Regions from separate parts of the Mus musculus genome. Here region 1 is linked to region 2. A link is a contact called in public HiChIP or PLAC-seq data. All regions are on one chromosome and are shown on one strand. The core of a region is the stretch at or near the end of the contact, and the rest is flanking DNA. Distances in the headings are between cores, read along the strand shown.

Region 1 (5,449 bases), core at 2,167-4,666, 150 kb after region 2:
TATTTATTTAATGTATGTGAATACACTCCACATCAGAAGAGGGCATCAGATCCCCATTACAGATGGTTGTGAGCCACCATGTGGTTGCTGGGAATTAAACTGAAGACCTCTGGAAGATCAGTCAGTGCTCTTAACTGCTGAGCCATCTCTCCAGCCCTAAAGCAGGATCTTAAAGCCACTAGTCATCCACAGTCAGGGGCAGAGAGAATAGTTCTATGAACCTTCCCAGCTCATTTTCTCTTCTCTCATACCGGATGGGACCTTTTGCCTAGGGAATGGTGCTGCCCACCATGGGTTGGTCCTACGCACATCAATCAGCAATCAAAATGATCCTCAGAGACATGCCCAGAGGCCAACCTGATCTAGATAAGGCTTCACAAAGACATTCTTCCCTGATGATTCCAGGTTATGTCTAGTTGACAGCTAACACTACCCAGCTTGGTGCAAGTAGAAGATCTGTCATGGGCATGCTCCTGACGACAGTGGGAGCTGTCAGGATCACTACCTTGCCCAGAGGTCACCATGACCTCACATAGAGAATATTTCTGCAAGGACATTGCCTGTCTAACTGTGAACTACCCCTCCCTCATCCCTGTTGCTGGTCCTACAGTCAAGGACTATTCATTTACAAGCTACCCTGTTTATCTTGCCTCAACCTCCCCAGATGCACCCACAATTTGCTACAGCACATGTGTTGCTATCACTCCAGAATAAACCAGTCTTTTCAAAGATTGTCTCTGTCACTTAGATTGCCATCATTTGGGGCCAGTGATGGGGAAAAAATGATTGTAGCTTCTGGTTTTTTGTTTGCTTGTTTGTTGTTTTGTGTTTTAACCAAGAAGCCACAGTCAACTCTAGAGCCATCTTTCTCTTCAACCGTGCACAGACATGGCCTTTGCGTCCCCTCTCTCAGAGGCATATCCAATCTCTGTGGGATTTGCTTTCCTAATATCTGATTCTCTCCCCTCTGCAATGTGGCCTTGGGAAACAGATCTGTCTAGGCACATTTTCAGGAGGAAATGGAGAAATAGCATCCATTCTCAAAGATTCTGTCTGAAGAAGTAAGCTTCACTCTACATGCAAATGGTACTAACAGATCCTATACCTCTTTGGTGGCACTTGCCTCCAGGGACTCACAAGCCCAGCACAGCTTTAGACCTGTAGCCTTGTCTCCACCTCCAGACAGCAGGGATATTTCACAGTGCTGACTCTAGTCATCAATGTTTGAAGGGTGAACTTCCTGTCAGGGCCTCAGAAAGGAAGGAAGGAAGGAAGGGAGGGAGGGAGGGAGGGAGGGAGGGAGGGAGGGAGGGAAGGGAGGAGAGAAAGAAAGAAAGAAAGAAAGAAAGAAAGAAAGAAAGGAAAGAAAGGAAAGAAAGGAAAGAAAGGAAAGAAAGGAAAGAAAGAAAGAAAGAAAGAAAGAAAGAACAAGAAAAGAAGGAAGGAGAGGAGAGGAGAGGAGAGGAGAGGAGAGGAGAGGAGAGGAGAGGAGAGGAAGAAAGCAGAGGTCCGTTCAGTTCCACATGTCACTATTCAGATCTCCACCTCAGGAGCCACATCCTACCCAGGGTCAAGGCGTAGAGGAAGGGACTACATCTCTGTTCCCTCATTGGACCCAAGTCACCCAAGGGAAACTACTTACCAGGAATGTGCCTCAGTTTCCACTTCTATCAAAAAGGGTAGCACTAAGCCTGCTCCCAGTGTAGATTTAGAGACTAAAGGGACCCTAGGGTGTAAGGACCCTGGCCCAGCACTGGTGGAGGTAATCCTCAGACCGAGGCACCTCTGAAATGACCTGCCTCTGACCTCATCACAAAGGGAAAAACTGAACTTGGAAAATATATATGATTTTTCTGAAGTTCACACATCTATTAGGTGGCAGATTCATCTCACCCCAAAATCAAACTCACTTTTCCAGAATTTGAGAAATTTAGATACATATATACCTCCAAAAAGGCAGCTGCCGCCAACCTCCAGCCTCTGTTGGGGATTGGTTCTAATGCTTTGAATTAATCCAGCTAGGTCCCCAAAATCAGGAATCTGCATGCCCAAATGCTGAAGTTTTTTCCCCACAATTGTTTTTCAATCCATCAATAAAGAAGCAACTGCCAATGACTGGGCAGGTAAACTGAGGCAGGACCTTTAGATTTGCACGGGCTAGGAACTGGGAGAAAGGAAAGAAAGAGAATCACCTGCTACCTGTGACAATCGGGAAGCTTGCCACATGGCCACTTCCCCAAATATGTTTGGGGTAGCAGAGATGAAATATAGATTTTAAAAGATGTTAACTAAGAAGTACTGGGGGAGGGGGTGTTTGCTAGCAGCGGGTAGGATTAGACCTGCCCAGCCTTTGAGCTAGTCAAAGCACTTAAAATTAACTATGTGTGTGTGTGTGTGTGTGTGTATGTGTGTGTGTGTGTGTGTGTGTGTGTGTGTTTCATTCGCAAATCCAGAGGGCTCTGGCTGGTGGCTGGGAGCAAGACCTGTGCCTATCACCAAGCAGTTTAGCTAAACTCACCAAACTCACTGCTACATCTCTCTGCTGGCAGCTGTGCGTCCTCTGTGGCAGCTTTGCTGTGATTCTGTGATTCTGACCCACTTCTCCTGGAGACCCTAACTCAACTAATTGTAGTCGCTGCGGAGCTTACGCCCTTGTGATGACTTGCTAGGGGCCAAACTCTCAATCAGCCCCAATGGCTGAGTGGAATACTAGACACACAAGAAGTTTTCATGTGACAAACTCCAGGGACTTAGCACCATTTAATTCTTGGTGGCGTGGGAGATTACGTCAGAGCCAGCCTGTGACACCCATGCCTGCACTGGTTACTTTACTACAGCAAAGTATCTGACAAACAAGGCCTTTGGAAAGAAGACTTTATTAGGTCTTGTAAACAGAAGGTACAGTCCATCATATTTGGAAGCCATGACACCAGAGGTGTGAGGCAGCTGGTCACACTGCACCTGCAATCCAGAGGCAGAGAGAGGAGTCTGGTCTTTGTTTTCTTCGGTCCGGGAACCAGCCTATCCGTTCACATTCAGCTGGGTCTTCTCACACTAATGAACGTAATCTAGAAACTCCAGATACCCAGAGAGGCTTGTCTTCAGGGTGATTCTAGACCCTGCCATGTTGACAGTCAATATTGTCACCATGCCTGGTGGTATCCCTCACTGCGCCGGGGTCTGCTGTCTCATTGGCATGTACCTGCTATCCCTGTGGTCACAGGTGACGTTGGCACAGTGGGGTCAGGTCTAAAAAAGCAACTTCCCCTCCAAAAGAAGAGAATGGGTTTCCTGCAAGCCTGTCCTTGCTGATTCTTGCAGGACCTTCAGCCCCTCCTCCACTCCCCCATGATCCTGTCTGTTCTCCCATCTCAGCCCACATACCAGCTTCCCTCCATTGTCTGTGTTGGAGGTAACTCTCCTCACAGCTGCTCGGAGGGCTGATGAGTCATCATGACCAGAGGTCAGTGCTGAATGACAGGATGAAGGAAGGAAGCACAAACAATGATCAGCGCTGATCTTGTTCCATAAAGCAACACGTCACTGCTTTTGAGGCGAACACCACTTCTCCCTGCCCACTCCAACTCAGAAGACGGACTTCAGCCCAAGGCAGGCCCAGTACCCTGAGTTACATCCCTGTTGGCATCCTCATTAATCTAGACATTTGTATGAGCCACACTTTGGCCAGCTTCAGGACTTGTGTGAGGACAGAGAAGGAGGGGATCCTATTTGAAGCAAGGAGAGAGGCTTCCCCGAGGTGCATTGCCACACAGCTGCACTCCATCTCCATCACTCCCACAGCCTGCGCAGGCTTGCTCTCACAGCCAGTGCTGACTCCTGTAAGCTAACGTGCACAGGCTGCCCCCCCCATCCACCCCCGACTCCTTTTACTCTGTTCAACGGAGCTGCATCTAAATCAATTACAAAGCTCCATCCACCTCCCCAGCCTTCCTTCTGTGTCTCTTAGCTCACCTTGTACTTTTTGTTGAAAGCCAAGCATACTGTACTGGGTCAAAGAAACCCAGCAATCGTTACCATGGAGACTGCTGGTCTTGGGTTTCTGCTCCCATAACTTGGAGTTCTCTTTGTCTTCCTAGCTGACTCTCTAACTTCAGGAGTGGGGTAGTGTTTTGTCTTATGACCTCAGTTCTTTGATTAGCTGAAGCCATGAATTTTCAGTGTGCCGGGCCTCTCTGCTGTTGTGTGAACAGGACCTTCCGAGCTTCTTAGACGCCCTACAGAGACGGATAGCATCGAAGCGGGGAGATGTCTGAGTCAGCATAGTGCTTGCTGTGCCAATGAGGACCTGAGTTTAATTCCTGGAAGCCATGTTTTAGAAAGCCAGGAGTGGACGCCTATGCATTTGTTTTCTCAGCACTGGGATGATGGAGAAAGACACAGGGGGTTGTGGGACAGGAAGCCGATGTAGCAAGCCGGAAGGCCTGTGGGAGCCCCTGTCTCAAAAAAGGGGGGGAGGTGTTTGATGCCTAATGTTGGCCTCTCTCCATGTCCACTTGCACAAATGTGTACTCACACAAACACACATCCACATGCATGTACATGCATCCACATGCATAAACATAGAACAATCAGGAGGAAACTAGAGATTCATCCATTCCTTTTACTCCCCAAATCCATACCACCTTTTGATGGCTACCTACACCAATGTCTCCAAGATGCTGCTTATTCTGCTATTCTGCCAGCTTTATCCTGGGGATTTGCCACTCCCACCCCACACACTCCCCACACATACCCCTACCCTCACTTCCCATACCCTCATTGCTATGTTTCTGACATGTTTAGGTCTAGCTAAAGGCTGCTCTCTTTCTCAAAAATAAAAGTTTCCTGAAGTCCTAATCAAAACTTCTGGTGGGCTTGTTCCAGTTCTCTGTTGGAGACAGTCCATCTGACATGCTCGCCCCTGACACTGTAGCCTGAGTTCTGCCTCTCTCAGGAGATTGAGCACCTTGGCCATAATGGGCGTGGGCCTGGCCATCAACCCTCGCCCAAGAGCACATGATGAACAAATAGTAGTTGATTAATGTTTGTGTCTCTCAGGCCCCATGCGGACAGGCAGACACATTGGATGAGTTTCCAAAAATATTTTAGTTGACATCACTGGCCTATATTTTTAGGAAGTGACCAAGAATGAAGTCAAACGCCTTCATACAAACGCTCGGGCCGAAATTAAGATCCTGAGGATACAGCTCGGTGTAAAGAAGTAGCTAGATTATACCATTGGGAATTTTCTTAAGAACTGTGGAAGGGGGTAAGAACGGAGCAGAGAGACCAAGAAAAACAAAAGGGAAGAGCGTTGAAACCCACAAAGGAAAGGGGAAGCTGCGCAAGACAGCCCAGGAGGGACTGCTCGAGGCGCGGAAGTGCCGCTTCCTAAAGCCATTAGTGTTATTGCAGCAGAAACGCTTGGCTCCCTGGGCTGTCGGCCCAC
Region 2 (6,084 bases), core at 2,287-4,786:
TTGTTTTTATTTCCTACCTGGTTTCTGTATACCTCAAAGGTCTTTGATGGGGCCTGTGACTCACTGGTGACCCTGTCTGGACTTTCTCCCTCAGATAGCATCTGGGTGACTCATGCCCATGACACCTGGGAGCCGGTGGAGGTACTGTTTGCTCAGGCCATAGTCACCACCACTCTGCTCTTCCTGGAACACTGTCCAAAAGCTGGTGGCAGCCATCCCTGGCTCTTTCTCTCTCTCTCTCTCCACAGAAATGACACATTGGCCTAATCAGATAGCTGCCACATGACCGAGAGGACCTGGCTGATTCTGGGAGTGAGTATGAATAGGTGACCCTAGAGTGGAGGTCAAAGCAGGCCAGAGGCACCTGTTCAGAAGGCCAAGCTGTCCCAGGACCTCGCACCCCACCCCCTCCTCCAGTCAGCTCTTAGCCGGTCACCTTTGCTCCACTCTCAGAAGGGAACATTCACCTTGGTTGTGATGCCTCCTCTCACTCCACGGCTCCACCTCGAGTACATGAGCCTCTCGGAAAGTACAAAGGGTTACTGTGTGGGCGGGCCGATGCCCACGAGCAGAAACTCAACCAAGACTGTGAGCCTTGCAGTTGGCCCTTTCATGGCCGTGAGCTCGGTCATTGTTTAGTTTAGAAGTTGTCACTTGGTTTTGAGCAAAACTCAATACCTGGATGTTCAAGTTGCGCTGGAATAAGCAGCAAATAAGCCGGTGGCAGAGACAGAGCCTTGGCAGAGCAGTGGAGGGAACAGGCCTTGGGCCATGCTGCCGAGCAGCCACGAGACCTCAGGAGCGTACGATTGCACTGGGTACCCAGATGTTCTCTTCTCACCAACGAGGAGGTTGTAACAGTCTACATCTGAAGACACCCGGGTTCCCGAGCCTCTTGACCTCTGACATCACAACTCTCACAAGCATCCTTGGCCTTTGGTATCCTTACCCCTTAATGTGCGTAGCGTTTTCCAGAAGCACAGCTTTGCAAGGACTGACTCCAGAGGCAAGTGTGAGACCGACCCATCCATCGCTAGTCACAAAGGCAGAATCAGACCGTTTATAGAAATGTCGAACAATGGCGTCCCTCAGCTAACCTTCCTGTTTCAGGAAATGCTGCTTTCCATTTTTTAAAAGTGCCACTTGTAGAAACAAGCCTTCCTACTTTAAAATAAATGTTCTAAGCACTTGTCTGTTTTGATTTCTTGTGGTTTTTTTGTTTTGTTTTGTTTGTTTGTTTGTTTTTTGTTTTGGGTAGACAGAATCACACACACACACACCAGAGCTCCTGTGGATTTTTAAAACCCAGTTGAGAATGTAGCCATGGAAACAAAATGGCTCCATAACTGTGCTTGCTACACAAACACACGGGCCTGAGTTTGGATTCCCAGCAACCATGGGGAAGCCATGTGTGCCCGTAATGCCAGTGCTGGTGGGTAAAGATAGGAGGAAGCCCCCACTTTACCTGAAAAAACAGGGCACTCTGCAAGCCACTGTCTCAGAAGGAGCAAGGTAGAGCATTCTAGAGGAAGCACATGCGCACTAAAGCACACTTTAAAGGAACACTCCCCCATATGCTGCTCACAGGCCCCAAACTGAGCTCACAGTCCCGGGAAACCATCTCTTCAAGGATCCTAGAAGCAAAGCGGCTGCCCCCGCACCCAGACACCCCATGCTTGACCTGTGCCTGTCTGGGGAAAACAGCCTGTAACTTCCGCATTCTGATTCCTTACCCTTAGCTACGAAGACCTCAGTCTGAAGCACTAATGCGTGGCTTTCCTGAACACTGGTCGCCATGCTTCTGCGTTCTGTGTCCTGATCTCAGTGTGGCCAGGACTTGACACTCCACCTCTTGCATTAAATAAAGTTTGCTCTAGCTGTTTGGGTCATTGAAAGTCTCATCTTTTATTTCTTCCTCCAAACTTGCCTTTTACTCATCCTTACACACAGAGAGACATACACACACACACACACAGATGCATGCTCGCACATCACACGCACGCACACAAGGCCAGCATGTGGGACACATAAGCAGAAGGACTAAAAGTTGGAGGCCAGCCTGGGCTACACAGTGAGATAGTGCCTCAAAAACACAAAACAGAAGCAGAGTTCCTGAAAAGTTGCAAGATTCACAAAATCTCATAAGGAACAACTGGAAGGTGTCTGTCCACCCCGCTGTATGCACGTCGCAGGGGGGGGCTCCGGATGCAGCCTCCACCTGTGTTGGACTCTCAGAGATGCAGCTGCTCCCAAGTCAGCCCACACCCATCACCCACTAACCTTGCCCTGAAAGGAGCCTAAATCACTACCGCATTGGCTCACGAAGCAAGCCACGGGCGGAACTGTTCTTTGGTCTGTCATCGGTATCCGGAGTGTTCACGTTTAAAAAACGTGTAGATTTGTTTATTGTGTTTTATGTGTATGAGTGGTCTCCCTGCATTTACGTGTGTGCACCACGTGCATACGGTGCCCAAGGAGTCCAGAAGAGGGTGTGAGACCACCTGGAGCTGGAGTCATGAATGATGTGAGCTGCTGTGTGGGTGCTAAGACGTGACCCCAGGGCTTCTGCAGGAGCAGCCAGTGCTCTTGCCCACTGAGTCATGTCTGCAGATATTCTCCAAGAAACAGACTCACCCAGCGAGAATACGTTTCTCAGTCTCCCTTGCAGCTACATGAAGTCGCGCAACGGAATCCCAAGTAATTGCCACCTACTTTTTGAATCACTGCCCTTCAGAGACATGTGCCTCGGCTTCTCTCCTTACTCAGGCGTGTGGGAGCTAAGCAGGAAAAGACGACATCGAACAATCATGGAGTTACCTTGGGCCACTGTCCGGAAGACTCATGGACAGAACACTGAATTTCTATCTCACTGGAGCCCCGGGGCTCCTGGGCACTTTGACAGACACTTTATTTGTAAGTGTGGTTTTTCTGTGAGCATTGGATCATTTGTTTTGATTGTATTTTTGTTGTTTTCAGTCTCACTCTGTAGCTCACAGTGGCCCGGAACTCATATGATCTCTTTCTGCCTCAGAGTATCAGGATTACAGACCTACCCTCCATCCCCCCACACTCCCTATTCCTGTCCCATGCCTCACTCCCCCCACCTCCTTTGCTGTATTTTCAGTGAGAGGAAGACTCAGTCTGTAACTGAGGCGCCTCGGAAACACCCTTCTTCTGCCCAGCGGCTCTGTGTTGATTTGTGGCATGAAGTTCTCCCGAGAGGCATCCTCAGCTATGACAGCCTATGAGACAGAGGCCACTAGGGTCTACAACATGACTCTAGGAAGGAGTGTGTACACTCCTTAGTCAGCCATTGCAGGAGGATGCACGGCTTCCTCAGGTCCTTGGAACTAATAAAAACAGTTTGTGTCAGGGTAGCCTGGAGGCCTCTCAGTGACGCTGAGAAGGCTGAGAAGCCAGACCCATAGAATCTGTGGCCAGACATGTGGCACATAGTCGTTTATCTTCACAGGCAAGGTCACAGAAGGAGCTAATGGCCCCCAGCAGCTGTCACCTAGAGGGAGAGTCCTCATAACATACTCTCTGGCTTTACGTTAGTCATTGGTGAATGACTCTGATCAGGGTTAAAGGTGACCCTGAGTGGTTAGTTGGAGAAGAAGAGAGTCATAAAGAGCTGGAGTTAGTGGGACAGTGCTACAGACAAACCTGGCTCTCCCCATTCATCCTTTAATCATTGACTAGATGCAGGAGTGTTCAGAAACACCTAGGGATCCCAGGCACTTGTGGCAAGTACTGGGACACCATAAGGAACACATCAAGGATCTTCCCTCCCTGAGCTTTTGTTTATATATGGGAAAAAGATAATAAGATTAGCAGAATACTAACAAGGTGACTTTCAAAGTGACAAAGGCTGGGCTGGGCGTTAGCAGCTGAGCTAGGGACAGGAGGCTGAGGGCCCATAGCAGCAGGGTCAGAAAGCATTCTGTGCCATTGGGTTTGAATTATGAAATAGGCAGACTTACAGCCTCGGGGACGGGGAATTCCAAGGCACCCTAAGAACAAAGGCCCGGGAGCAACAACATTGGCTGTTCCAGGACAGTGGGCACAAAAATGGGCTGGGCACTGGGGTTGGGGGATGGGCTGGTGAGCTGCATATCAGCCTGGGAGGTGGGACTAGGGATGGGGACTTGTGGCTACCAAGAGAATGTGATCCTATCCTTTGCTTAGGACTCAGAAGAAATGGTGACCTCGTGGGATTTACCAATAAGGTTGGCTGCCAGGTGAGGGGAATCGGAGCATGGCCTGGCTGCTGAGTGGTCCATCCCAGTGATGGTGATGACCAGAGGACAGCAGGCGACGGCGGTGAGAGGAGGGTCCAGCCAGCCTGCAGTTTGTGATGGAAATAAAGCCCAGAGGACTAAGGGATGGTAGATGGTTAGGCGGTGAGAAAAGAAATTTAGAGTGAGTCCTGGAGCCTGGAGAGCCAGCAGATGGCCGGTCTTAGTTACATTTCCGGTAGCTATGACCAATTACATAATGAAAAGCAACGTAGAGAAAGAGGTTATGTCAACTCATGAGAGGCTACAGTTCATCATGGCGGAGGAGACTCAGAGGCAGGAGGCTCCAGGGTGACCAGAGCGCTACTCTGGAGCAGCTCACATCTTAGTGAGCAAACAGGAAGTACACAAAGCTGCTCAGACAGTTCCTGATTCAGCACCCTACTCTTCACACCTTGCCCCGCCCCCAATCGCCTCCATAAGACACACCCCACACCACCCCTCCCCCCCCCCAGAAAGCAAAGTTCTCTGACCTTGAGGAACTCGAGACAATGGGGAGCGTTTCACCTCAAATGCTGCATGCTGGGGTTACTCTGTGGGCAGAAGCCCCTTCTCCGTTATATCTCTTCGGGGATATTTATACTTTGGTCTGTCATGGAAGCCCTATCTAGAGTAGGTAGACATGTGTCTTGAGTCTCCCCGGGAAAAATTTTTTACACAGCACAATCGGCACATGAAAATGAATTTGGGGAGCAATGAATGAGTGGTCCTGGCTGGGGGGTAGCAAGGCATGCAACTGAGGCTGAGAAGCCTAAGCATGGAGCTTCCCAGGAGGAAATTCACAAAGAGCTGTATGGTGTGTGTGGCTGTGGTTGCATGGCTCCTGTCCTGGGTAGTGAGATGAATAACTACGGCCGAGTCATCATCAGGAGTGTCTGTGAGGGAAATCTCAGGATGGCGATCTTCATGTATGTGAAATGGGACGTCATGCCTGCTTGATGACTGGGGTCTACCACAGGAGCATGGAGATGCCCTGAAAACAGTTAAAAGGGTTTAGAGGAAACTTGGCCGTCTTTGAGATTTCAGCATAAGGGTGAGATTGTCAGCCATAGGGGCAGATGTTGCCTGTCCACTATTGTGTGCAGCTAGAAATGCACATGAGGCCAAAATGGTGGCTGAGCAGGAACCTGTCCGTGTGAAGAAGCAATTGTAACGAGAAAAGGAAATGGGCAGCATCCTCTGTACTAGGATCTGGCAGGTAAGTTAGATAAACGAGAGGGAGAGATGAAGATGTTAGCTTTCCGCTTCTTACAGTTTGGGGACCGGAACTCAAAATCCCTTCCTGGGACCTAAGAACTGGGAACTAATGGAAAGATTCGGAGAGAGGGGAAGAGGAAAAGATGATGAACTCAATAGAGGATTCAAGTCCAACCTTTAGCAGAAAGAGAGAGAAAATCTAAAACCCAACGTGCAGATGGGGCATTAACCATGGTTTGGTGCAAGAAATTGGTGTGATCTGAAAATACTCAGCATTTTAACTGCTGGAATTAGTGGACAGTGTCCCACCCTGGCCTGTGAGGCTGTGGGGCATGGGAGCAGTCTGACCGCTGGGGGCGCAGGAACACTGGGTACTGTAACCTCCCATCCCTGCTGGATTAGCTTATGAGAGCCATTAGGTTATCTTCACTAGGGAACTGGGGATGAGGGGTTGTGTTTGAACCCCAGTTCCCTGGTCCAGATGGAACTCTGTTCACAGAGGAGTTTAGAGACCGACCTACCAGGGACCTCAAGCCTGCTGTGGAGCTTCAGTGGCTTTGCTGAGCCTGTTGGTGGGGCAAGGTCTTCA

The links. HiChIP or PLAC-seq counts read pairs in DNA pulled down with a chosen protein or histone mark.
Region 1: an H3K27ac HiChIP or PLAC-seq map of trophoblast stem cells shows a contact between it and region 2, with 9 read pairs. The contact joins two enhancer-like sites. A contact is called at or near these places in 2 of 484 Hi-C or Micro-C datasets (embryonic fibroblasts and regulatory T cells), 6 of 115 datasets of contacts at active chromatin or transcription factors (embryonic stem cells, intestinal villus epithelium, memory CD8 T cells and 2 more) and 1 of 9 other capture datasets (embryonic stem cells).

What each region holds. Positions count from the first base shown.
Region 1 is chr16:95,828,260-95,833,708 of GRCm38.p6, forward strand. It overlaps a transcript of 1600002D24Rik not described here. Among named protein-coding and RNA genes, the nearest start is that of Gm32130, 29 kb to the left of the region's middle. Within about 2 kb of position 3,417, at least 142 of the 459 cell types and tissues checked have an H3K27ac peak or open chromatin away from gene starts, as enhancers often do. A contact at or near this core is called in pancreatic cancer cells and trophoblast stem cells, where this site is marked.
Region 2 is chr16:95,682,370-95,688,453 of GRCm38.p6, forward strand. Gm31901 (a long non-coding RNA gene) reads left to right here. Exons shown (of 5, transcript XR_385092.3): 5 at 249-1,189. Among named protein-coding and RNA genes, the nearest start is that of Gm31901, 8.4 kb to the left of the region's middle. Within about 2 kb of position 3,537, at least 28 of the 459 cell types and tissues checked have an H3K27ac peak or open chromatin away from gene starts, as enhancers often do. A contact at or near this core is called in pancreatic cancer cells and trophoblast stem cells, where this site is marked.